Linked DNA regions of Mus musculus: all the other regions are linked to region 1. A link is a contact called in public Hi-C and HiChIP or PLAC-seq data. All regions are on one chromosome and are shown on one strand. Each heading gives the region's core, a stretch centred on a gene start, on an enhancer-like site or on the middle of the called end of the contact. The rest is flanking DNA. Distances are from core to core; before and after follow the strand shown. Region 1 overlaps Tnks (tankyrase, TRF1-interacting ankyrin-related ADP-ribose polymerase). Region 2 has its middle 5.7 kb from the start of Gm34853. Region 3 has its middle 8.5 kb from the start of Gm45301.

Region 1 (2,677 bases), core at 121-2,620:
AGAACAAAATCAGAGGCAACTAGTTAAGGACACTCCTGCTCTCCTGTCTAACAATAAAGATCTGGCACAGAGTTAGAAGGCAAGGACAGCTGGGTCCCAAATTCTGGGTGAGCACCTTGGTCTGTGAGGGTCCAAGTGGGAAAGACGTAAGCCAACAGCTAGACACTCATCCAACGACCTTACTAGTCCTCTGGGCCTCATCTTCGCATGCCTGCTGTTGACATCAGCTAGCATAGAGAGACCACAGGATAGACCCTTCCTCAAATGCAAGCTCCTTACCTGGGCTCGCAGAATGCCAGTGGCCTGACCTGACTGATGTCACCTAATCCATCATTGTCTTTTCTGTCCCAACAGGAACAAAGCAACAAGCCTTCAAACTCCCCAGGAGCCTTGCTTCTCATAATGGGAAGGGTTGGGTTGTGATGGTCGAGGGAGGGAGGGACAGAACCGAGACTGTAGGACCTCTACCACTGCTCAGTACTATTGTGCCAGAACAGCAGACTGGACACATGGCCAGCTCTCTCTGGTTTCACTATTCTGATATAAAATTGAGCTACCCCTGTCCAGGAGCAGTAGAATGTAAGTAGAGTGTAAGATGATTTGTAAATTTCAGCACATGTTTGCTGGTAAATAATGTCATTTCACATATTTAAAGAAAACAAAAAATGTACTTTAAGGAAAAACTAAATTCAAAGTACAAGGCCTAACTAAATACACTTAGCAACATTCTTAAAGAACTGATTTTAAAGTATTATAATTAAGGCCCTTTGAAGTGTTTCAGTACAAGATGTAGGGCCACGGGTATTTATTCCCCAGGTCTGAGCTAAAAAACCAGGAAAAGTCATTCCACTTAACATTTAACATTTTAAGCTTGCCTACAATTAAAATCTGCAAGAAACAACCTTAAACCTTAACGGTAACATGAACAATGTTATCAAAAAAGAAAACCCAAAGGCGTTTGGTGTAATATAAACTGAAATATTTTATAAACAGTAGCAAACAACAGACTAAGAAGGCATTTTCTTCCTAACCTGACTACCAACAAAGCAACGAGCACTGGATCACAATAGCAAAGTTCATATTACATGTCATTTTTTAATTTTTCTGTAAGTATTGTAAGATCCAAGAACACCCAAAAGACAAAGAGTAAAGTAAGCTTGAAATTGTCAAGAACACTGACATAAAAGATAAACGGGCTTTTAGTGACAGAGGATCCACGAGATACCTTAGAAGGGAAGGTATCAGTGATCTACTGTTTACGTAATTCCAGCCACAAGACTGGCCTCATTGGCTCTCTACTGCTGGGATCAAACACCACCAAAGGCAGCTTGGGGATCAAAGGGTTTGTGTGGCTTCCCACTTCACAGTCCAACATGAAGGGAAGTAGTCAGGAAACAGGAAGTGAAACCAAGACCCATGGAGAAGAAACCCTCCTTACTGGTGTCTGTCCCCTTTGCATGGCTTGCTCAGCCCCGTTTCTTTTTCTTTCTTTTTTTTTTAAAGATTTATTTATTTATTATATGTAAGTACACTGTAGCTGTCTTCAGACACTCCTGAAGAAGGAGTCAGCTCTCATTACGGATGGTTGTGAGCAACCATGTGGTTGCTGGGATTTGGACTCAGGACCTTGGGAAGTTGATGCTCTTAACCACTGAGCTATCTCACCAGCCCAACAGCCCTGTTTCTTATAAGAATTACCATCAACTACCCAGGAATGGCTCCACCCACAGTGGGCTGGGGTTCTCCCACATCCATCAGTAATCAAAAAATTGCCTCACAGACTTGCACACGAGCCAATCTGATGGAGAAAACTCCTAAACCTAGAGTCCCTCTCCTCCCAGATATGCCTGTGTCACGTTCACAAAAATTAGCAACACAGAAGCTTTTGAACAATAACTGTAGAGCTTTTAAACACTTTTCTCCCCAGGGTATTCAGTGGCTCCCTAACATCACTGCCTACTCCAGAGGGTCCAGACATGGAGGAACTTCTAACTCTAAGTTCATTCTGAATCATGTGCATCCTGGCTGATGTGTGGAAGGCAGCTGCTGTTTATCTCACGACAGCTCCACCACCATGCCTTCACTCTCATTCTGTCCACTTTCTTCTTCTGACATGTTTTTAGGTATTTGGGTTTACTGTATTTTACGGAAGAAATGTGTATGCTGTTGTGAACATCTGTACTGGGAACTGCGGAAAGAACCTCCACCTTACTTGTCTTCTATGTACCAACTGGTTTACCTCATCTAATACACAACAAAGCACAGACACCTAGTTAGAAGTTTCTGATTACTCTGTAATATACCATCCAATGACAAATATTTTATATTTAACGTTATTGCTTCCTCTTCTAGCTTTCATTGTAACTATATTAGCTTTTAATCCTTAGAAGATAAACTAGCTTCTGATTGGTTCATCAAAAGTCACAAAGGAGTATATTTCCCTGTTGATTTCTCATTTGTCAAAAGCAGACCCTAGCTGAAAATTATTCTATCTTATAGAACCTGGTTTGGGGAGGGAGAGGGGGAGAGAGAGGGAGAGAGGTAGAGAGAGGGAGAGAATGCTAAAGTACAGAGAACTAAAGGAGTGCTTTCTCCAAACCCAACAGAGAAACTACCAGAAACAAAAAAGGTAAGAAACAGGGAGTAAAAATAAACTGTCCCAAGAAAAAAAGATGGT
Region 2 (2,677 bases), core at 100-2,599, 490 kb after region 1:
TCTGTCCTCTCTCCTCACACAAACCAGTTTCCCAGCATTCTGCAAAAGCAGCTCATGAGCCACAAGAAATCCTACATAGGAGACTGTCTTGGAAAACAAAGATAAATCTAAAGTTCTGGTGTGGAGAGAAGTAGAAGAAGGCTAGCAGGGGAAGGTGGGTGGGGTTAAGGGAGGGTAATGGCAGTGGGGGGCCAAAGTACATCATCTGTTGGTAGGAAAATGTCTTCATGAAACTCCATATTTTGTACAATAACTACAAGCTAACAAAGGGGTAGTAGTGGTGCTAGTGGTGTCACATGCCTTTAATCCCAGCACTTAGGAAGCATAGACAGGTGGACCTCTGAGTTTGAAGCCAGCCTGCTCTGCAGAATGAGTTCCAGGACAGCCAGGCCAACATAAAGAAGCCCTGTCCCAAAAAAATAAAGAAAGAGGGAAGGGGAGGGAGATGGGAGAAAGAGGAAGGAGAGGGGAGGAGAGGGAAGAGAAGGAAGAGAAGAGAAGAGAAAAGAAGAGAAGAGAGAAAAGAAGAGAAAAGAAAGGAGAAGAGAAAGGGAAGGGAAGGGAAGAGAAGGGAAGGGGAGGGGAGGGGAGGGGAGGGGAGAGGAGAGAAGAGAAGAGAAGAGAAGAGAAGGAGAAGAGAAAGAGAAGAGAAAGAGACGAGAAAGAGACGAGGAAGAGACAGGAAGAGACGAGGAAGAGACGAGGAAGAGAAAGAGAAGAGAAGAGAAGAGAAGAGAAGAGAAGAGAAGAGAAGAAAAGAAAAGAAAAGAAAAGAAAAGAAAAGAAAAGAAAAGAAAAGAAAAGAAAAGAAAAGAAAAGAAAAGAAAAGAAAAGAAAAGAAAAGGTTTCCCATTGGAGAAGTCCTGGATTCCAAGCTCAGAGGACACTGTGCACACAGAGCTGCGAATGCTGTTCTGTACTCCTTGGATCAGCTTCTTTCTTGTCTTGAAAGGACCGCAGGTCTCATCGTGCCCAGGTGTCTGGCGAGGAGAAAGATCAATGTGGAGTAAGAAGAGTATCATTCACATTACTCATTTCATAGTGAGGTCAAATAACTTCTCAAACAGCACACCGGAAGTGGATGAACTACAGGTCACGTCTAACTTTTGCCAGCGCTCTCCTACTCTGCACTCTTGACCTCCAAGGTCAAGACAGAGAAATGCGGAGAGGTCCATCGGCTACCCACATGACCTACCCGAGTGAGCCAGGCCAGCTCTGGGCAGACACTCCCTGTCACGTCCCACAGCTAGATCAGTGTGGCCAAAGGGTGACACACGTCACAGCGTCTGACACCCTCATCCCTTTGCCTCGGTTTACAAACCTGAGCTCTGGGGCGCACAGGCAAACCTCATTGAAGCTCCGTGCAGTTAACACAGACTTCCGCTTGCGACAGGTTTCCTTCCCACACTGGCTGTGGTTTTTCTCTTCCGGTCCCTGACCCCTTTCTTCTTTTGTTTTACGCTAAAAGCTTTAGCCGGAAAACGTAGAGCCAAAGGAATGGAATAAACGTTAGCTTCAGCCTACAAAAAAGGAGTCCTTAATAGTGGATGTGAGAAAGTACTTCACTGAATAACCAGTTCGTCCTGAATTATTTAGATAATCTTTTATTTCATTTTATTTCTGGAAGCTCAGACACAGAACAAAAGCATGCCCTGGGCTAAATGCAGAGACAAAAGTGCAGAGTGTTTTGTTTTGTTTTGTTTTGTTTTGTTTTGTTTTGTTTTGTTTTGTTTTGTTTTGTTTTGTTTCTGAGTCCTGCTCCACCTGCTGAACTTCATGCCCTCCTAGCTTTGAGACCAGAAGAATTCAGACCTGTGGGAGAATGCATTCTACGAAGGGAATCAGAGTCAACCTCTATGCCTGGGAAGTACTGACCAATTGGTCCCAAAATTGGCCTAGGCTTTCTCAGTGAACGCAGGAAATCTTGTAGCCTAGGATAGCCCTCAGTCCAGGCAAACTGAGTTGTTGACCATCCTGGGACACACAGGGGTTCTGTGGGAAATGCAGGGGTTCTGGGGGATGGGCATACCAGCCTTTGGGTTCTTTTCCTTCAGCTGGTTTTTGTTTGTTTGTTTGTTTTTTGTTTTTGTTTTGTTTTGAGACTGTTTTGTTTTATAGCCCAAGCTAGCCTCAAACTCACCAACCTCCTGCCTCAGCTACCTGAGTGCTAGGTATCTACCACTGTCTCATCCTACCTTAGCAGAAGTAGAGTAATCCAGAACCCTGGTGGGCCTGATGCCCCATGCGGATACAAGGGGAAGATGCTGTGTGCAGAAGGTAGGGTGTCTAAATGTACCCATTAAAATGTTCTCCTACTGCTCTGATGTATATATGTGCATTAGCGTATATATAATCACACAAGTCCAACCTGACAACTGCAGAATTTTTTTAAAAATAAAAACGACAAGAAGGAAGTCCTTAGTACGCATAATCGTTTTGAGACTTCAAGGTTTTAATATAACCTTATGCCTAAGAGCTAACCATGCTAGTCTTTTCCAGGATAAAGATCGATAAAATGAGGCTGTGAAGCTATCTTTCACTTAACAATATAGGATCAAAGCTGTGTCAACAAGGATGCTTTTATGACGTCATTTCAATGAGCACCACAGAATATTCCACATCGCACCAATAGCACAGTTTACACAACTTTGATTTAGTAGCATGTTTCTGCTGCTTT
Region 3 (2,677 bases), core at 74-2,573, 460 kb after region 1:
TCCATAGACAATGTCTAAATTAAACAGGACATCAAAGTAATCAATCATAAATAATCATGCTTACATAAATGAATATATTTGTCTACTGTGCATGGTTTGTTTACATACTTCAGTAGCTTTGATATATTTTAAATATGTCAAAACTTGCCTAAACAAAACTTTACTAGGTATGATAATATAGTCTGATATTTTCTATTCCATTACATCCATAAAATACTGGTTGTCACATCAAAGCCATTTGAAGACCCATTAAACTATTCCAACAGCAACTGGAAAAAAAAACATTGATTTTCATATTCCCTATTGTCTTTTTTACCTTTGACAGTATATAATTTTGCAGGTCCAACATTCTCACTTCTTAGATATAGCTCAAGGCCCATCAGACATGCATGCCAGTAATTTCGAAATAAATTTCCAAAGTATATTTCAGACAGTTTACATTTACAACAAATGTAGCCAATGTTTACAGTGAGAGGGGAAAAGAAGAACACGAGAAGTTCTTTTGCTCATATTTCAGGAATGGAAATTTATTTCTCAAAAAGAAAACAAAAAGCAACTGTGCAAAAGAAATCTGGCTAATGATCCTTTAGTATAAATGTTGTGACACTGCACTTTATTAAAAACAAAACAAAACAACAACAACAACATCGAGTTCAAACCATGAAGTGATGGGGCCTGCCAGATACTGCCATCTTCCATCACTGTGGGAAGGATGCCTTGGGTGGTTACAGAGTTCTCTAGAGCTGTAAAAGTGAAGTAGAAGGTAGTAGTAGATGCAGGGTGTCTATGTTTTGGCTGTCCCCCGAGCTAGCGATGCAGCAGCTCTTGGTGCCTTCTGCTTTTCTTTCTGTAACTTCAGGAAACAACCAGGCAGTGAACCCAAAGGCGGAACTTCAGTCTTCAGATGACGGCCTTTCCTGTATTAGCAAAGGCCACGTTTCCGGGTTTTCCTTGTCTGTCTTTGTGCTATTAGACAGGATGTGGCTTTATCGTAAGACCTGGGTAAATATCTGCAGAGGCATGGATGCTGAGAGATCGTAAGGCCTGAGTAAGCACCTGCAGAGGGATGGATGCTGAGAGATCACGCTGTCCAACCTTCCATTTTACAGTTGCAAGGCTGCGTTCCAGGGAGTTTAGGAACGCCACTGAAAACCCAAAACTAATGAAATGGCAGAAGCCAGCCTAGAACTCATGTCCGGACTGTATCCTGACCCGGGATGTCTGGCTTCTCAGGGCTGAGATTAAAGTAATGCATTTCAGCAATGAGTCCTTTTCTACGCCTACATCAGTATCAGCCTACATCAGCATCTGCCTACATCAGCATCAGTCAACCCACGAGGCAGATAAGGTGGCAAAGACAGATGAAAGAAGAGAAGGTGATATACAGAGGGCCGTGGTTCCTCCTCTCTCTTGTTTGTAGCTATCAATTGAGTCTTATCTATATTAAGAAAAAAAATGACCGGAGAAAAATAGACACAAACCATCACTCGCCATTATAGTTCATAGTCTAGCTGGCAAAACCTGGAGTTATCCACTGTTGGGGTACAAGTAGCTCCTAATTGTAACTGGCTGTGTGCGACTACGGAAGTCTACCAATTCTCACATTCGCCCTCAAGGAAATTGCCTTCATCCAGAAGGGTTTGATAGGAAATGGGAGCTCATCCAAGTGACAGTGAAGCCTAAAAGTAGGGATATATTTATTGTCTAGTGATATTGTTAAAAGAGGCCAAAACAGTGTGCTGCCTGCCAGCACTTGGATCTGAGCTGTGGGTGCCTAGAAGATGCCAACGTAGCCACAATCACTATTCTCCAAGATGGTTATTTTGCTCTAATCTGCTGGTGGCCGCAGAAGACGGTTCTCATAACCATGATGGACGGGCTGATGTTAGTGTATCACAAGCTGAACCCCTCTGTGTGAGCACCCTTTATATTTAGTGTGTGTGATGGTGGTGGTGGGTCTTCATTGGCATGTGAGTGAGATGAATGACTGTCATGCAAGACTGCCCTGTAAGGATGAGAACAGCCTCTTCGTACAGCTGAGAAATCAATTGTTTCTTGTTCTCATTTTCGTTAGGCACCGTGCGTGTCTAGACCAGTTGACAAGCATTCTGCTGACTTAGCAGTGTTAAAACCAGTGCTGACAGCCCCATTCCTATTAGAGATGGGGCCAAAATACACTGTAGAATATATAAATACCACCTCCTCCCACCCTCCTGGCCATGATCACAGCTCTAAAGCAGACTTAGAGGACTTAAGACCTATTTTATATCAACCTTAGTGTCATCCTGGTAGCCGGGCCGGCTGCCTTCCAGGTTCCATGCTAAAGTGGAGCCTTATAAGCAGTCTTGATTTAGCCACTCCCTGTTTTTCCTTCTAACTGAGAAAGAACATTTTTGGCTTCCTCCCTTTCTATCCTAATTCACCCCCACAGGCACTGGGCTGGCAAAGCACCTATGTGAGAGTGTCTAGGGTGAAGAAGGAGCAAAACCAGGTGCAGCAGTGGGTCCTGTATGGGCATCATGGGCTCAGGGCAAGAGGCAGCACTATGCAGTTGAGAGAATGGGTATGCAGTTGAGAGAATGTGTATGCACAGGGCAGGGAGCAAATAAAGGCAGGAAGGATGACAGGATTCAGATAACCAGAGACAGAAGCGTGGATAGAGAGGCATGTGCACATA

The links. A called contact is a pair of places that touch in the nucleus more often than the background predicts. HiChIP or PLAC-seq counts read pairs in DNA pulled down with a chosen protein or histone mark.
Region 2: an H3K4me3 HiChIP or PLAC-seq map of bone marrow-derived macrophages shows a contact between it and region 1, with 4 times the contacts expected there. The contact joins two enhancer-like sites. A contact is called at or near these places in 2 of 115 datasets of contacts at active chromatin or transcription factors (bone marrow-derived macrophages and microglia).
Region 3: a contact with region 1 is called in a Hi-C map of bone marrow-derived macrophages, with 12 read pairs. The contact joins two enhancer-like sites.

The regions. Positions count from the first base shown.
Region 1 is chr8:34,943,926-34,946,602 of GRCm38.p6, forward strand. All of the region lies in intron 1 of Tnks (tankyrase, TRF1-interacting ankyrin-related ADP-ribose polymerase), which reads right to left. Among named protein-coding and RNA genes, the nearest start is that of Tnks, 20 kb to the right of the region's middle. Within about 2 kb of position 1,371, at least 55 of the 459 cell types and tissues checked have an H3K27ac peak or open chromatin away from gene starts, as enhancers often do. A contact at or near this core is called in bone marrow-derived macrophages and microglia, where this site is marked.
Region 2 is chr8:35,429,547-35,432,223 of GRCm38.p6, forward strand. No RefSeq gene overlaps it. Among named protein-coding and RNA genes, the nearest start is that of Gm34853, 5.7 kb to the right of the region's middle. Within about 2 kb of position 1,350, at least 92 of the 459 cell types and tissues checked have an H3K27ac peak or open chromatin away from gene starts, as enhancers often do. A contact at or near this core is called in bone marrow-derived macrophages and microglia, where this site is marked.
Region 3 is chr8:35,399,673-35,402,349 of GRCm38.p6, forward strand. No RefSeq gene overlaps it. Among named protein-coding and RNA genes, the nearest start is that of Gm45301, 8.5 kb to the right of the region's middle. Within about 2 kb of position 1,324, at least 41 of the 459 cell types and tissues checked have an H3K27ac peak or open chromatin away from gene starts, as enhancers often do. A contact at or near this core is called in bone marrow-derived macrophages, where this site is marked.